2 separate regions of the Macaca mulatta genome follow, and region 1 is linked to region 2. A link is a contact called in public Hi-C data. All regions are on one chromosome and are shown on one strand. Each heading gives the region's core, a stretch centred on a gene start, on an enhancer-like site or on the middle of the called end of the contact. The rest is flanking DNA. Distances are from core to core; before and after follow the strand shown. Region 1 holds the start of SLC2A13 (solute carrier family 2 member 13). Region 2 overlaps SLC2A13 (solute carrier family 2 member 13).

Evidence for each region. Hi-C and Micro-C count contacts between places; a contact is called where the count stands out from the background.
Region 1: a contact with region 2 is called in a Hi-C map of fetal cortical plate, with 2.9 times the contacts expected there. The contact joins the promoter of SLC2A13 here to the enhancer-like site in region 2. A contact is called at or near these places in 3 of 14 Hi-C or Micro-C datasets (fetal cortex germinal zone, fetal cortical plate and liver).

The regions. Positions count from the first base shown.
Region 1 is chr11:46,979,699-46,983,103 of T2T-MMU8v2.0, reverse strand. It overlaps SLC2A13 (solute carrier family 2 member 13), which reads left to right and starts at 1,696. Exons shown (of 10, transcript XM_001088026.5): 1 at 1,696-2,517. The coding sequence starts at 1,965.
Region 2 is chr11:46,622,078-46,625,910 of T2T-MMU8v2.0, reverse strand. SLC2A13 (solute carrier family 2 member 13) reads left to right here. Exons shown (of 10, transcript XM_001088026.5): 8 at 2,398-2,519; 9 at 2,645-2,797. It overlaps LOC144332820 (a long non-coding RNA gene), which reads right to left. Exons shown (of 8, transcript XR_013400961.1): 2 at 2,381-2,516. Among named protein-coding and RNA genes, the nearest start is that of REDIC1, 140 kb to the right of the region's middle. Within about 2 kb of position 2,095, at least 1 of the 40 cell types and tissues checked has an H3K27ac peak or open chromatin away from gene starts, as enhancers often do. A contact at or near this core is called in fetal cortical plate, where this site is marked.

The DNA.
Region 1 (3,405 bases), core at 447-2,946, 360 kb before region 2:
ATGCTTCTCATCTGCGGAGCCCTTCTCTTCAGAAGCCGTGGGAATTGGTTCACCACCAGGGGGCGCAGTTTTACTGTACCGTGGTATGCCGCGGAAAAGGCGCGCTCTCACCTGCAATATTGTCCGAGGTCTGAATATTAAAGAGTTCATTGTTGCCGATTTAAAGACTCTTTCTGTTTAACTGATCCCTGGGAATGACAGTAGAGCCTTGCTTTAAAGCCAGACGATAAAATTTAAATAGTTAAGCCCTTTGGGTTCATTAGTTTATTTTCCTTGTTGCTGGCAAGGAAAGTGCTATATTGTAGAGATAATCTTGACTGATAATCAAAATGAAAGCAGTTTTGACAAATTCTAATATAAGTTTTTATTGAAACAGGAATCACAAAATCCTTTTGTCTAAAAGGAGAACAGTTTTAGCTGCATGAAAAATAGGCCCCAGGCTAAGAAAGCTTTTGCTCAAATAAGGGAAATAAAAGAGCGGTGGAGTTGTAGGAATAGAATCCTATGATGCTTGACTTTTTGCCCTCAGCCTGAAGAATGAAAGCAAATCAGAGGGACAAAACATCTTTAGCAGTCCCAGCTACTAGGGAGGCTGAGGCAGGAGAATCGCTTGAATCTGGGAGGCAGAGGCTGCAGTGAGCCGAGATAGCGCCACTGCACTCCAGCCTGGGAGACAGAGCAAGACTCTGTCTCAAAAACAAAACAAAACAAAACAAAACAAAAATCTTTAGCCCCTGATGCGGAACTGTATAACGTAATTTTAAAACATTTAAATTAAAGGGGGGGAAACCCCCAAATGAACCAACAACTGTTCATTCACTCAACAGTTAAAAAAATAAGTTGCAAATCATGTCATCTTTGCTTTGTTTCAAGTAAATGAAGCTGTTAAAACAATGCCTCATGGAGGGCAACAGTGGGGATTCTCAGGAGAGAAGATATCCCACCTTTTGGTTATCATGTTGGGGCAGGGAGGTGGAGACTGCCTGCCGAATCACAAATCAGGGTCTTGGGTTTTCTTTGTTACTGGGAATTACACGTTACATGAGTGGAATGCATATTGTGAATTTTCTTTTACAGGTCAGGGATCCATGGAAGGAGGTTTGGGATTCACCCCAGGAGATATTTTATCTCCGTCCTCAAAGAATCAAATGTACCATTCCTTTAAAATAAGCATACATTGAGGAGGGACTGGCGATGAGAGTGGAAACTAGCTATAGAAATGGGAGAATGCAGCCCTGAATTGCTCCAGAACAAATACATTTAATGCCAGGGAAGTAGACCACGCTGGGTAATGTCACAATACTATAAAAGGAAGGGTACTTGCTAGGTCGTATTCTAGGATAGTTTTTCCAGCCCTATCTCCAGGCTGCTGGAAGGACAGTCAGGCTGGTTTAGGTGCTCTCTCCCTACCCTCCAAACAGCGCAAACATTCTGGGTGGCTTCCAGACTGCCTGGTGGCATCGCCAAATTGGCTTGCTCCATCGCTGCAGCTCGGAAGGCAGGGTTAATTCCATACAGTTGCCAGAGCCCTAAATGAGGGAGCCTAGGTCAGAGGTCGCACCCACCGGGGAGGGCGGGATTTAGGGGTGCGGGGCGGGCTGAGCCTGGCTCCGCCCAGGGAGGGGGCGGGACGCTTTCCGTGCCCCGCCCCACCGGCTCGCGGTTGCACGTGACCCGCGGTTCCGCCTCCCGCCCGCTCCGCAGCGCCAGCTCGGCAGGCGCGGGGTGTGAGTGTGGAGTGAGACCCGCCGGGCTCCAACTCCGCAGCGCCGGAGCGCGGCGGGCAGCAACTTTCTCCCGGGAGCGGCCGTGGCGGCGGCTGCTGCCGTGGCAGCCGGAGCGGAAGCCGGGAGGAAGAAGGCGGCGGCGGCGGCGGTTGCTCCCGCCGGCTCGGGCTGTCCAGCTCGCTGAGACTGCCGGCCCGCGGAGCCGCGTCCCCCCGGGCAGCCCCGGGCCCCTGCCCTATGTCCCGCAAGGCGAGCGAGAATGTGGAGTACACGCTGCGGAGCCTGAGCAGCCTGATGGGCGAGCGGCGCAGGAAGCAGCAGGAGCCGGACGCGGCAAGCGCGGCCGGGGAGTGCAGCCTCTTGGCGGCCGCCGAGTCGAGCACCAGCCTGCAGAGCGCGGGCGCGGGCGGCGGCGTCGGGGACCTGGAGCGCGCGGCGCGGCGGCAGTTCCAGCAGGACGAGACCCCCGCCTTCGTGTACGTGGTGGCCGTCTTCTCCGCGCTCGGCGGCTTCCTGTTTGGCTATGACACCGGGGTGGTGTCAGGGGCCATGCTGCTGCTCAAGCGGCAGCTCAGTCTGGACGCGCTGTGGCAGGAGCTGCTCGTGTCCAGCACGGTGGGGGCGGCTGCCGTCTCGGCATTGGCCGGAGGCGCCCTCAACGGCGTCTTCGGCCGCCGCGCTGCCATCCTCCTGGCCAGTGCCCTCTTCACCGCCGGCTCCGCGGTGCTGGCCGCGGCCAGCAACAAGGAGACGCTGCTCGCCGGCCGCCTGGTCGTGGGACTCGGCATCGGTGAGTTCGGGCTCCGCTAAGGGCGCACGGGACCCCAGTGTCACCGCCCTTGACCCTGGGTGTTGCGTGCCTCTTGCCCATCGGGGTCCTCGTCGGGTCTCGCCTGGTCAGAGAATCCTCCATTTCTCTGGCCTCTAGAGCCCATCTGTTGGTCCAGCCTCCAAGGCTCTCCCGGGAGGTGGGGGGTTTGAGGGCGGGGGGTCACTGTAGTCTCCCTCGAGCCCACGTGCAATCTTTGATCGTCCACGGACCAGTCAGTCCGAGTAGTTGTTGCCTCTCAGCACTTCCAGGAACCCAGCTGAGCCCCAGCTTTTTCCTTGATCCAGCCTAACCTGATGATGCTTCTTGAGCTTACGAGGGTCTCTATTTTCCTGCACTGTCCCACCTTCCCTCCCCACTGCTACCCCTTTCCTTTTCTAGGGCTCCCAGCCTGCAACCTAGAACGTCGTCAAGTTACAGTGAGATAATATTTAGAATTAAGTAATTCCGGACTCTGAAAGGTTTATTAGCTACCCCTGCCCTCTTTCCTTATCTAGCATTTGTCTTTAGATGGTATCTCCTTTTGCTTTTATGCTTTTTCTATTGCCTTTCAGCTTTCATTCTTTTCCCAAGTGAATTCCATTCTCCTCTGTTTTTCTAACTTTTTCATTTGAATCCTTTTTTATCCATTCTCCTCTTTGTTTTGCCTCTCCTGCTTTCCAGTTGGGAACCAAATTATCTATTAAAGGTCATATTCACTTCCTGAATTCATTTAGGAGGTACTCCCCCTGTGGATAAATGCCCAGCAAGATAAATGATTGGAATTTACTTCAAAAATGAAGGCATTAATGTTCTCCTGGCATTGATTTTTTTTCACCCTGGTTGCTGAGCAAGGGAGGTACAATTGGC
Region 2 (3,833 bases), core at 846-3,345:
TCACTCAAGGGCTCTGATGGAGATGTACAAGATGAATGTTGTTTTCATACCTGCTAACACAGCATCCATTCTGCAGCCCATGCATCAAGGAGTCACTTCAACTTTCAAGCCTTATTATTTAAAAAATGCATTTCATAGGCCATAGCTGCCATAGATAGTGATTTCTCAGATGGATCTGGGCCAAGTAAAGTGAAAATGTTCTGGAAAGGATTCACTATTCTGGATGCCATTAAAAACATTTGTGATTCATGGGAGGAGGTCAAAATACCAAATGAATAGTTTGGAAGTTTGCAAGAAGTTGATTCCAACCTTCATGGATGACTTTAAAGGGCTGAAGACTTTAGTGGAGAAAGTAACTTCAGATATAGTGAAAAACAGCAAGAGAACGATTGTAGAAGTGGAGGCTGAAGATGTGACTGAATTGCTGCAATCTCATAATAAAACTTGAACGGATAAAGGAGGAACAAAGAAAGTAGTTTCTGAGATGGAATCTACTCCTGGTGAAAGTGCTATGAACATTGTTGAAATGATATCAAAGGATTTAGAGTATCACATGAACTTAGTTGACGAAGCAGTAGCACAGTTTGAGAGGATTGACTGCAATTTTGAAAGAAGTTATCTGGGTAAAATGCTATCAAACATCAATGCATGCTACAGAGAAATATTTAGTGAAGGGAAAAATCAGTCAATTTGACAAACTTCCTTGTCTTATTTTGAGAAATTGCCACAGCCACCCCAGCCTTCAGCAACTTCTGCCCTAATCAGTCAGCAGCCCTCAACATTGAGGCAAGACCCTCCACCACAAAGATGACTCATGGAAGGTGCAGATGATCGTTAGCATTTTTTAGCAATAAAATATTTTAAAATTAAGATTTGTACATTTTTAGACAATGTTATTGAACACTTAATAGACTACACTTTCATGGGAACATAGCTTTTATATGCAGTGGGAAACCAAAAAATTTGTGTGACCCACTTTATTGCAGTGGTCTGGAACTGACCTCAGAATATCTCCAAGTTATGCCTGTATTGGCATGGTGTAAGCTGAGCAGTGAGGTAAATGAATACTGAAAAGATAATCCAAAGGCAGTTCTGGGTGTAGCACAGATTATCAGAAATGAGGAGATAAACAACGTGGTGGTTGTGATCAGAAAAGGAAGGCTCTAAGTCTGAAGTAAAATAGTTCCAAATCAAGGAAACTATAAAGTGCTCTTTCTATAGTTCTGGAGATTAAATAAGGAATTATGAGGCCAGTGCATTATACGGAGCACAGAAAACCACACACTACATGTTTTCACTTATAAGTGGGAGCTGAACAATGAGAACACATTGACACAGAGAAGGGAACAATGCACACTAGGGCCTGTGGGGGCTGGGAGGAGGGAGAGCATCAGGATAAATAGATAATGCATATGGGGCTTAATACCTAGGTGATGGGTTGATGGGTGCAGCAAACCACTGCCGCACACATTTACCTATGTAACAAACCTGCACATCCTGCGCATGTATCCTGGAACTTAAAATAATTTTTTTAAATGAGACCAATGAATTAAAAATAAATGAATGTGGCAGGGGATGAGAGGAGGTAGACTGAGCAGGCACCCAAATCCTAAGACAGGTGGAATGTTATGATGAGTTCATAAATACTGTAACAATAGGGCTTGGATGACAAGGTTCAAAGATAGAGGTTGAAGGAGACAGGACAATACTCTAAATTGACAATAGCAGATAGGAATGTTTTTGAGTCTGGTAATATCTTCAGGTGCAATTAAGGTAAAGAATTGGAAGTTCAACTTCAGAATCGATCTAAACTGTAGGACACTTTGCTTTACTATGGATTAAGAAGGCAAGGTCATCAGGGAGTGACTGGTAGAGAAGTAAGAACACACAGCAGGAAGGGAGAGGGCTATTTGGAATCAGATAGAATCATTTGCTTCCCTCATCCACCCCATCACCCTTTACAGGTTACCCTTCTAATCCATAAAATAGTCTACAAAGTATTATCCCCATTTTATCAGATGAAAAGTATTTGGCTCTGAAATTTGAATCTTGTCCTGATTGCAAATTCCATGGTCTTTTCACTGCCACATACTGACTCTCAGTGGTACTGAAGTATTACTGCAGCTTCCAGGGACTAATTGGAAATCATGTCTAATTTATGTGAAATGGTTATAAAACAGTGTCTTTGTTTTGCTCTTGAATTATACTTAGCTCTAAAATTCCTGTGTGAGCTTGCATATCTAATACTGTATATTTAGTTCTTATTTTTTAAGAAAAACATTTTGGACTATTTTTCTTAAGACATTAAGGAATTTCCATATATATATATGATCACATTGAATTCTGCAACTGTAGTCTAAAACATTAAGTTAATACTTACATTGCATTATTTTTCAGGTGTGAAAATGAAACCAAGTTCAAAACAGAAGACATATTTTGGGCTTACAATTTCTGCCCTACTCCATATTCCTGGACTGCACTTCTGGGCCTTATTTTATATCTTGTTTTCTTTGCACCTGGTAAACAAAGACTTTGTTATTACTGTTGCATTAATTGAATTGCCTCTTTTTGGAGTACATAAACTGTAATTTTTCAAATTTCTTACATGCTATTTTACTGAAGTTTTTAATGTTTTATTTCTCAGGAATGGGACCAATGCCTTGGACTGTGAATTCTGAAATATATCCCCTTTGGGCAAGAAGTACAGGAAATGCATGTTCATCTGGAATAAACTGGATTTTCAATGTTCTGGTTTCACTAACATTTTTACACACAGCAGAATATCTTACATACTATGGTAAGATAATATTTTTTCCAACATAGTTTTGTTTTTATTTTATTACTCTATTTTTAGATATACTATAATATCATTTGTGAATATCATTTGTGATTGAGACTATGTGGTTATATGTTGCTGTTATAAGTATCTCCATGTGGTTTTCTTGTCCTCCAAAGGCATTGGAAATGTGTCTGGAAAAGAAAAGAGGGATTCTCCTATCCTAAGAAGCATTGCTTCTTGTCCTGCAGTGCTTAGGGCTGTCACCCAACCCCTCTCCCAACCCAGCTCTCTCCCCAGGTGGAAGTCTTTACACCATAGCTTTTAGTTTCACAGAAACCTAAAAAACAGAAAATGGTAAAAAGATATAGGCAGGGAGTCTAGGACCAATGAGATATCCTGTGACAGGCATAGCGTCAAGTCCAAGAGCAGAATCTGCATAGGGCTGAAAGTAGCTTCCCCAAATGCTTAACAGTATTCTGTGCTGTGGCCATGCCTTCCACTGTATCACCTGTGCTGCTCAGGCCAGTGCATGTGCATTTCATTGTCCTCTGAGACCAGCACTTACCACTTGCAAAAGTGTAAATGTGACAGACGTTTTCAAATGCAAATGTATGGAGGCCATAATTCAAAATGAAAAACAATAGTGCTTAGTGGTTGAGTCAGGAAAATACTTCGGGGAGCTACTTCGAATCCATTTGTACTAAAGTGAAAAGACTTTGCTTTTTAGAAAAAAGATTTCTGCATTGTTCACATGACTTTATAGGTTGCAGTAGGATTATTCATGATGAAGTGTGAGGTTTCATTCTAATCTCATAAGTCTCTGTGGTAGAGATGGAATGCCTGCTGCTTAGACCATTCTCCCAGAAGACCTTCTCTGATCTCCCCGCAATCTCACTTTATTCCGTGCTCTGGGCACTTATCATTCCTCTTCGTAAGAACAGGTTTGTCTGCCCCTAGCTCCCTCTACTAGACCATAAATCCCTGGAGGGCCAGGACTGTGCCTTGTTCATTGTCACATTCCCAGTTCCTCCCAAGGCATCCTGTTCACCTGGTA